Regions from separate parts of the Gossypium raimondii genome. Here region 2 is linked to region 1. The links are chromatin contacts, called in public Hi-C maps. All regions are on one chromosome and are shown on one strand. The core of a region is the stretch at or near the end of the contact, and the rest is flanking DNA. Distances in the headings are between cores, read along the strand shown. Region 1 holds the start of LOC105788405 (NAP1-related protein 1). Region 2 holds the start of LOC105788411 (1,4-dihydroxy-2-naphthoyl-CoA synthase, peroxisomal).

Evidence for each region. Hi-C and Micro-C count contacts between places; a contact is called where the count stands out from the background.
Region 2: a contact with region 1 is called in a Hi-C map of leaf, with 2.0 times the contacts expected there. The contact joins the promoter of LOC105788411 here to the promoter of LOC105788405 in region 1. A contact is called at or near these places in 2 of 2 Hi-C or Micro-C datasets (both in leaf).

Annotation. Positions count from the first base shown.
Region 1 is chr2:32,499,923-32,504,646 of ASM2569854v1, forward strand. LOC105788405 (NAP1-related protein 1) reads right to left here and starts at 2,245. Exons shown (of 11, transcript XM_012615296.2): 1 at 1,928-2,245; 2 at 1,161-1,283; 3 at 1,006-1,056; 4 at 765-836; 5 at 500-610; 6 at 350-411. The coding sequence starts at 2,056.
Region 2 is chr2:32,629,700-32,634,504 of ASM2569854v1, forward strand. It overlaps LOC105788411 (1,4-dihydroxy-2-naphthoyl-CoA synthase, peroxisomal), which reads left to right and starts at 3,492. Exons shown (of 4, transcript XM_012615305.2): 1 at 3,492-3,886. It overlaps LOC105788410 (protein PHYTOCHROME KINASE SUBSTRATE 3), which reads right to left and starts at 1,817. Exons shown (of 2, transcript XM_052627238.1): 1 at 162-1,817; 2 at 1-65. The coding sequence starts at 1,087. The coding sequence ends at 53.

The DNA.
Region 1 (4,724 bases), core at 995-3,494:
ACTGGGAACCAGTAGTCCAAACAGTTTGACAATGATATATAACCACGAATAGAGCAAACTGCTATGAACCGGAAGAAAACTGGGAACCATGACCAGAAAAAGGCAGTCCAATTGGTTATGTTTTTTTAAACTTTTATTATTTATTTAACTATTGCTCAACTGGTTGGACTAGTAACCGGCTGTCTGACCAGTCCAACCACCAATCCAACTCTTATAACATAGCACGCCACACAAAGTAACTGCATTTCACAGCATGGAGTGATGGAGATATTAATAAACTGATCTCAAGTTTTATGTTACTCAAGTCCTAAGCCTGAGAAAAATTGACTGATGGGTATGATAAACAAACCTTTCTTCGGCAAGTTGTCGCTTGTTTCCTTTTTTCTCATGATTAACTCCATTTGGCAAGCCCTTAACATTTAAGGAAAATAATTTCATATGATATCCAAGGAAAACATAAAACAAGAAGCAGGATAGTCATCAAAAGAGAACGTCTTACCTTGCCCTCTTTCCACTTGATTGGGGTAGCAGTAATTTTGGTTCCATCATCAAGGAAGGTAAAGGTCTTTGTAAGCTTTGTATTTTCAAAGTACGGATTGGAATTAAAATTCTGAAAAATTATAATAAAGCCGGTCAACAAATCATCAGATATATTAGAGTATGAATTATGTTTCTTCTAACAGTAGTTCAATGCAAGCAAATGAAATTAAGAGCAACTTCAATCACCAAAAATAAGGTAAGAATAAGAATCTGAATAAACTTACAAATGTGATAGTGTATCCAGATTTCAGATCTTTAAAATCCTCCACTTCAAGTGAGTTAATATATTTGAATATCTACCAAGAATAATAATTGAAAAGAAGAAGATTAAAAAATAAGAAAGAATTCACAAAATTCAGGCAAACATCAAGAAACATCTATAAAAAATAAAATCAAAAATCAATGTTGGAAAGTAAAATAAGCGCAAAATGATAAGTTCATTTTGGGAAAGAAGTGACATTAAACCTTCTGATCCTCTTCAGTCAAAAGATCACCAAGAGCAGGATGGCTCAAGAACTGCACATGAAGAATGCAAGTCAATTTAATACGTTCTTCTGAACATGTAAACAAATTTAACAAATTGTTCACCATATTAAAATGGGAAGAACAGAATAACTTACAGCTGTTAACCAGAAATCAGGAATTGAATTGATGATTTCATTCCGCTTATCATAGACCGGTTTGCGAACTTCATTGTATTTCTGCTCCACTTCCAAGACTTTCTCACTTGCCTCTTCATTGATCTACAACCAAAAAAACAGAACCGAAAAACTTACAATCAGAAACACCACATGTGACATTTACCACTTCATCTGTACGCTTGTAAGCAAGCATAGCCACATTAAATCACCTGCCTCGCAATAAGACATAATAATCCAAAGTAACTTCACAAATAAAAGAAGAAATCAAAATTGTGCTTAACAAAGCTAGGGGACACTTAGATACACGGAAGAAAACATTAAAGGACTCAATCATACTACAAAGATGATCAGATGCAAGAATTAACAATCAACATTAGATCACCAAATAAATATACATATAAAACAAAGCTTAGCACAATAATTCAGATGAACCCAACATAAAAACAGCATACAAAGCCGATAAAGTACAAATATTAACGACCAGAGCAGTAAATTTTAAACATCTATTTCATCGACCCGCAATTGAAATTACAGCAAATTCAATACTTTGACACTTAAAACATCATTCAATTAACATTATACCATAAAAAAACACAAGGAAATCCAAATTTTTTATTTAAAAAATTCTAAAATTTGCTAATTTTCCAGCTCATACACCTTAAACAAGGGAGAAATGAGAAGAAAAAGGAAATCAGCATATACACGCATTATATAAATGAAAAAGCGGCATGTAGATAAAAATGGACCTTCTCAAGCTCGTCTTGGATCTCTTGAAGCTTCTCGATGGAAATGACGAGGTCTCCATCTATTTGATCATGGTTCTCTTCCTCTACTTTCTCTGCTACTTTCATCTTCTTTCCTTTGTCGGCCACCATTTTCTAAACCCTAGAGAACAATATAATAAAACCCTAATCCTAAAAATTTCTGCCTCTTCTCTCCTCTCTCTCACTTTTGCTCCCTTTCTCTTTAAAACCCTAGTTCTGTTTTTTTTGTGTTTTCCCTCTGATATCTACGGGGACAAAAGCGAGTGAGTGAGTGAGAGAGAGAGAAAGAGTAGAGAATGCTAGGGTTTTGGGAGTTTATATCTGTTCAGTTGGGAGCTGACACCTGTAATTTGAGGGTACTAAGGTCATTTAATTGTGAGATGTTGGGGGTAGTAAGGGTAATTCAAGGATGGATTCGGATATTTTTGAGTTCTGATGTTCGGAAACAGAATCTTTCTGCGTGGCTTGCGGTAGGTAGTACTTCAACCCATTGTGTCCATAGATAAGGTTGGTTGGTTAGTTTACATTACAAACTTTGATATCTTTGTATAAATATAAAAAAAACTAATGCCACTTTATTTTTATTTAATTTTAACCTTTCAAATCTTTATATTTTATTATTATATTTAAATTAAGAATTATAAGGATAACATTTGGGATCTAAATTTAGACAAATCTTCTAACGTGGTACCTAAATTTTTCAAAAAAATTATTTTTACATTTGATAAACAGTGATAATTTTTAACCTATTGAAGCACGTGATCCAATGATAAGATTTCATGTGTCATTGTACGTAAAGTTATTTTTGCATTCAAGTAATTCAAGGGACTTAAATTTAATTAATACCAATTCTATTTTTGAGGAAAAAAATCTCTAGAACATTGCCTTTTTCGCATTCTCAACTTTTCGTGTCATCTTTTCTTCTCTGCTCCTTTAATCAATTAAAAATCAATAAAATCATAAATCAAAAATACATTTTTTCGGCTAAATAAGGGCTATAGGCCAATTTTTTTAATTAGGCCTTTAGGCTAATTTTAACATTAATTAGGGAAATAGACCGATTTTAGGAGAGAGAAGGTGAAAGTGCATCCAACTGGGCGCGTTTTCTCCACAGATAAAGAAAACGCGCCCAGTTGGATGTGCTTTCCCTTAATGGTAAACTGCAACGATTTTTTGACCGTTGCTGCGCCAAACGGTAAAAAAAATTTAAAACCTAACAATAACTTTTTTAACCTATAAATACCTCCCAATTTTCATTTTTTTCATTCACATCCTTCTCTCAAACTCTCTCAAACTTTTTATTCAAAATTTATTTATATTTTCATTTAAAATACTATTTTTTAATTATATCATATTTTACTCGTTCGAATCAATTTCTCGAGAATGGATGCCTCTCTAATCCGCTTCGGCGACAAACCATATTTCCACCACCCAAATAGCAATGGTAATTCGTTATTTTTAAATTCTTGATATTTTTAATTATGTTAAATATTTTTTTATAAATCTAAATAATTTTTTATGTTATAAATAGGCGGACAATCGTGTGCTGGAGGCGTTCATATATAATACTCGGGAGCCTCCGATCCCTGAAATTCGTGGGTACCTACAAGAGCCTGGATTCTTGCATGAGTCTCGCATGCAAGTGAGCTACAAACTCGATCCCATGTTAATTAGCACGTTGGTGGAAAGATAGATGCCCGAAACACACACTTTCCACCTTCTATGCGGTGAGTGTACAATCACACTCGAGGACGTAGCGTTACAGCTCGATCTGCTAGTGGATGGGCCAGTCATCACAGGATCAACGTTGGTTCAGAGAAAAGTGGACCTTTGCATGGCAATGTTGGGGAAGGTCCCGAACAGGTTCAAAGGTCGGATATTGATCAATTGGTTGGAGAAAATTTTCGATAAGCTTCCCAACGATGCAACGGAGAAGGTCATACAACAGTATGCTCGAGCATTTATCATAAGGTTAACCGAGGGCATTTTAATGCCCAATAAATCTAGAAATTTGGAACATGTAAGGTGGCTTCTACATCTAATTGACTTCAGTGAATGTGCAAAACTAAGTTGGGGATTTGCCGTGTTATCGACGTTATATTAGGAGCTTTGTCGGGTAATACAATCGGATAAGATGTCGATCGGTGGTTTCTTGATGCTAATGCAGTTGTGGGCTTAGTGGCGAATACTATTTCTATGTCCTAGAGTCACCAACCTATACACGTTCCCGTTGGTGACGAGGTAAACATCATTTATCAATAAATATGTAGTTTGTGCAGTAAATGTTTTTATTTATCATATGTTTCACCTAATATATCGTTTGTACAAGTGGAACCATAAGTCAAGTTATGTAGGATTGCCCCACGAGTTGGAAGACATTAGGTGACCGCCTTCGGACGTACTAACATCCAAACTGTGAATACTATAATAAAATATAGAATGACAATGTGGTATCCGCAAGTATATGGGTCGAGTTGTAACATAGTGTTACAACAAAGTAGGTAAGTACTCCTAGGATCGTACCCAAGGGAGGCGAGTGCTAGATCTATTCTAACCTAAACACTAAAAGACCTAATTAGTACTTTTAAATAAATTATAGTACAAAAGAAAAAAGAGAGTTTTTATGGATTTTATAATAATACTAAAATTACATAAAATAAATAAAACTCAAGAGACAAAAGAGGTTAGTAAATCAAATCTCGATTATGGATGATTAGCTCACTTCGGTAATGTAACAGCTCGTTTTTAGTGAAATCAAAACAGTGGTTTTAGGACCACA
Region 2 (4,805 bases), core at 2,242-4,741, 130 kb after region 1:
CTGTACAGAACCTCCAAACCATGATTGTCCCCGCTCCCCCAGTACAATTTCATTATGCCATTCTGCTAAAATTAGCTAAATAATAATGCCATGTTGGAGATTATATGCAATACTTTAGAGCAATTACATAATTAAATACGCCAATTAGGAAAGTAATTTACCATCTCTTTCTATATGCAGTACTTTCAGCCACCATGACTGCTTTGTGTCTTCGGCACCCCAATATCCCACCTGATCGGCTTCTTTGAGCCTCTTTGACGGTGGTTTTTGATGCCGGAGCGCTAATACTTTTCGCTGATTTCGTTTCATCATCGTAACCTGAAACAAATGAGCAGTCAGCTGCAGTACTGGCAGTGACCACACTCCATTGAATGCTGGTCTCGCTTGGTGCATATGGGGTCATCTCACCATCGCCTAATATGTTGCCTATCTCAAAGAGATCTGAGCTACCTTCACTATGTTCATCATCATCATCCCCTAGAAGCCTGCTTTTGTATATAGATGAAATGGTTGGGGCATTTGGAAAGGCATCCCATGTTAACTTACACAGTTTCCTCTCAAGGTTCTTGGCTATGTCTCCTTTGTTCATACCACTGGATCCGAACACTTCCAGGGATTTTCGTGGATCGAAACTCTGGGTGTCAAACTCATCTTCCACCTTAAATTTTGCTTGAACCAGCTTCGTTCCATCCATGTCTATAGGCCTGTGATCGGCTCGAATGTGTTCTTTGCTGTAATCCTTTCCATGAACAACGTTTTGATTGAGATAAACAGATTTCCCATCTGAAGAGGACCCGCTGCTACCAAGACTGGAGAAAAAGCTCCTTCCATCGACCTTGGTTCGCCTGTTTTCGGATCGACTCCTTGTAAAATTCGGTAACGAAACAGATTGGATGTTCCAACTGGTTTCTGAACTTGCACTAAGAGTCATATGATGAAGATCGATTTGGTTCGAATACTTGTCATAAAGCTTGGGACACTCACCATCATCGAGCTCCATGTTGAAGTATTTTTCGGCACCGAAGACACCGATTTCACCCTCTTCGATCTCATCTCTTGGTTCCGGATGCTGATTCGCAGGCTCCATAGGAAAACTCTAAACGAAAGTTTATAGGACGAGGACACACCGGATTTAACTCGGTTGATTTATGCAATTCAAGATTCGAGGAAGGACCGGCAGATCAGTTGGCATGAATTATGTATATGTAGAGGCACAGGGGCAGGGGTAGGGGTAGGGCTGCAACGTTCCATGTTTTAATGAGGTGGGGCATGGATTAACAAATCATCTCGTAGATTATATATTTGAACCAATTTAATGACATGGGGGAATTATCTTTCATTTAGTTTTCGACATTATGCACCAATAGTTGATGATAATTGGTATATATGGATGGTGTGGTGACAAGTGGAACATGGCTGCAGTTTGAGGTCACCCACCAATGATTGTACTAATGCAGGCCTCTATAGATATAGAAGCGCAACTGTATTTTCAGGGATTAAATATTTGACAGTCAAGAGCTTCCTCATTTGACTGTTTATAATTCCATCACTCCGTCGATGTTGTAAATAGGACACAGGAATATTATCCTCATCATCTGCCATTCTTGTATTCTATTTCCTTCACGTCAGAAAACTTTTTACTTCGATAAGCTCCTTCATTTCATCTACGAGCAAAGACAGAATTGTGGGATGGGTCGAAATAAAATTGGAAAAAAAAAATTCTAGAGGTTTAAAGGGAATATATTGAATTATTACTATTTAAAAGAGACTAAAGTTATAATGGTATAATTTAAGCTACAAGCCAAGACCCATGGCACATTGATATGCCCTGGATGGTAAAATAGTTGGGTAATTATTATTATATATTATAATATATTTAATTTTAACATAATATGTAAAAACAACCCAATCTAATATATCATAAATTTAGAAAACAAATCAAGTTGCACTAAGCCTTGAATATTTTTTAATATAATATTTTGTTAAAATCAATATTATTTGATGTTTTATATATATTTATATGAAATGTTTTTTTTTTTTTGTTCTACAAACGTTCTTACAAAATTGACAAGTCTCTTCCTTTAAAACACTTGTCAACCTCTAATTTTGATTATAGAATCTAAACTCCACTAGCAGCGTAACAATATTTTCTCATATTCTTTTTATCATGTCGGAAAACTTGATCGGGTATTTCAAATGAAGATCTTAATACAAAAAAAAGTTCGTTTTAAGGATCCCACAACAAACATTGAAAGTTTTATGGCTGTGGATTCGACTCCAATGCAGGTGGAGTCATGGAAAGATAAATTGCTGAGAAGGGGAAATCATGGCTCTACCGGAGAGGAGGATCTTGAGTTATTAGAGGGCGATGTCACGAAGACTACGATTAATGGAGTTCCCACGACCAACTTCTCTAAGAGAATCCAACAGATTTTGATTAGAGACATGGCAACCACGGTGGTGGTGAAATTGTTGGGATGTAATTTAGCCTATTCCACACTGCAAAATCGGATCCTTAAGTCTCTGGAAGCCTTCACATCACGTTGAGAATGACTATTATCTAGTCAAATTTCAGAGTAAGGACGATTATGAAAAGGCGCTCACTCAGGGGCCGTGGACTGTCTTTGGACAATACCTCACGGTTCAACCGTGGAGTCCAGATTTCAATCCCCTTCAGCCGTTCCCGAATCATGTCATGGCTTGGGTTCGTTTTCCTACTTTACCGGGGGTCTTTTATAAGAGGAAAATTTTGGAAGAAATCGGCAGTCTAATTGGTAAGGTGACTAAACTTGACTTTAAAACAGATTGTGGATCCAGAGGACGGTTTGCCTGTACGGCGGTTTTTATCAATCTAAACAAACCGCTCATACCACATGTTTTGATCAACGGCATGGTGCAACGCGTTGAATACGAGTTGCTGCTGGCGGTTTGCTTTTTGTGTGGCCGATATAGCCACGTGCGTGATCTTTTCCCTTCCAAAGAAACTGTGATGGATGGTGAAATGGCCAAAGAAGCAGTCATAGTGGACTTACCGGAGAAGGAGAAGATGAAGGAGTCGCCGGAATCGTTTGGCCCATGGATGTTCGTTGAAAGAAAATCTCGGAAGAATTCAAGGGGTAATGAGAATCTAACAACAAAAATATTGCCTAAACAAGGGATGGGCTTCTGATTTAATGTTTTGTCGAAGATTGGAGATGGCATGAATGGAGCGATAATGGAGGAATTTTCGTGGGTCATGTCCCATATAGGAGAATTTAAAAAAAAAAAAAAAAGTCACTTTCACAAATGGGGGAATCGGCTAAGGAGTAGCCTGTTTTAAGCAAAGTGGGCCAGTCTTATGGGCCTGTTGGTAACGTTGATGTGATGGAGGGCAACGGACCAGGATTAATAGAAATAAGAACCCATTCAAGGCCCACACACGAAAGTCCAGGTAAGCTTTCTGATCCAATTGAGATTGCTTTAAAATTTGACTTAATTTCCTCTTCTTCACAGCAGGTCCCCGAAGTCATAGTGGGACTAAGGGTCCATTTGTTTAGGGTGAAAATGTTTTCCAGAAAATATTTTCTAAATTTTACTGTGTTTGTTTGCTGGAAAATGAATTTCTATAGGAAAACATTCTCCAAAATACGAGTAAATCATTTCATAATTTCCGAAAAAGGTCTTACCGATTCTTAACATGTAAGACATTTTCCATTCTCTTCTCTTCACTCTCATCGCAGTGGTTCTCCCTTCCTCTGTCCATCAGCCTCCGCCTCTCCTCCTCATCTCTGTTCGTTGGCCTCACCTCATCATCTCTGCCTCCTCTTCTCTGTCGGTCGACCGTCGTCCTTACCAAGTCTGTATTTTGAAGAAACCCTAAAAAATTAGCAGCCACAGTCCTATTAAGGTATAATCTCAGTCTTCTTTTTATCAAGGTTACTTCACTCGAAATGGGTCTGTTAAATTTGTAAGTGAATTTTTACTGAATTTTAGAAAAACCGTAAAAACCAATCCATTATTGTTTTTGGTCGAAGAGGTCTGATCTGGATATTTAGCATATGGTAAAGGTTTCCTTCACATTGACTGGGTTTTCAGTCTTGGTTCTATAGTGATTGAAAATTTTCCTAGTTGTCAATCCCCTGATGCATTTTGCTTTCTTATTTTGGGTCTTAAATTTTTGAGTTTCTACTTGAGTATTGAGTAATGAGATTTTTTAGTTATGGTTCGATTAAGTTGTCTACTTTCTACCTCTGCATCACTTTGCTGTATTTGATTTTCTATTTTCCATCTTGCGGCTTGTTACTGTGTTTCATATCATAAAAGGTATTGGTTTAGCTTTAAATTCTGGACTGGTATCGCTAGTATTTTGTGTTATACTGTTATTTGCAGCTACAATCAGTTGTTAAATTGTTCACATCACTATTGGGGGCTTTAGCAGTGGCATTGTCGACATTGTTACACCACTTCCAGAGTGATAAAGCTTGATTGAAAAAATTCCTAGTTGTCATTAATCCAATGAACCTTTCTTTCTTATTTATGCTCATGAAGTTTTATGGTTTGCTTGAACTGTGGCATGATGAAAGTCATTAATTGGATTGTTGAATGGAAGTTTATTCTGCTCTGCACTTACAGTAAAACACATATTAGCTTTTATGGTTTAGTACAAAATTTTTGAACATTGGTTCATTGGCATAAGCATACCTGTAGTATTACATGTTTAGTGTAGTGCTATAAGGAACTTATGGACTATTCTCTTGGCAAGTTGTTACATTCCCTTGCATGCATCTTTTTCAAAACCAGTGATAGCAATGGTAATCTTTTTTCTT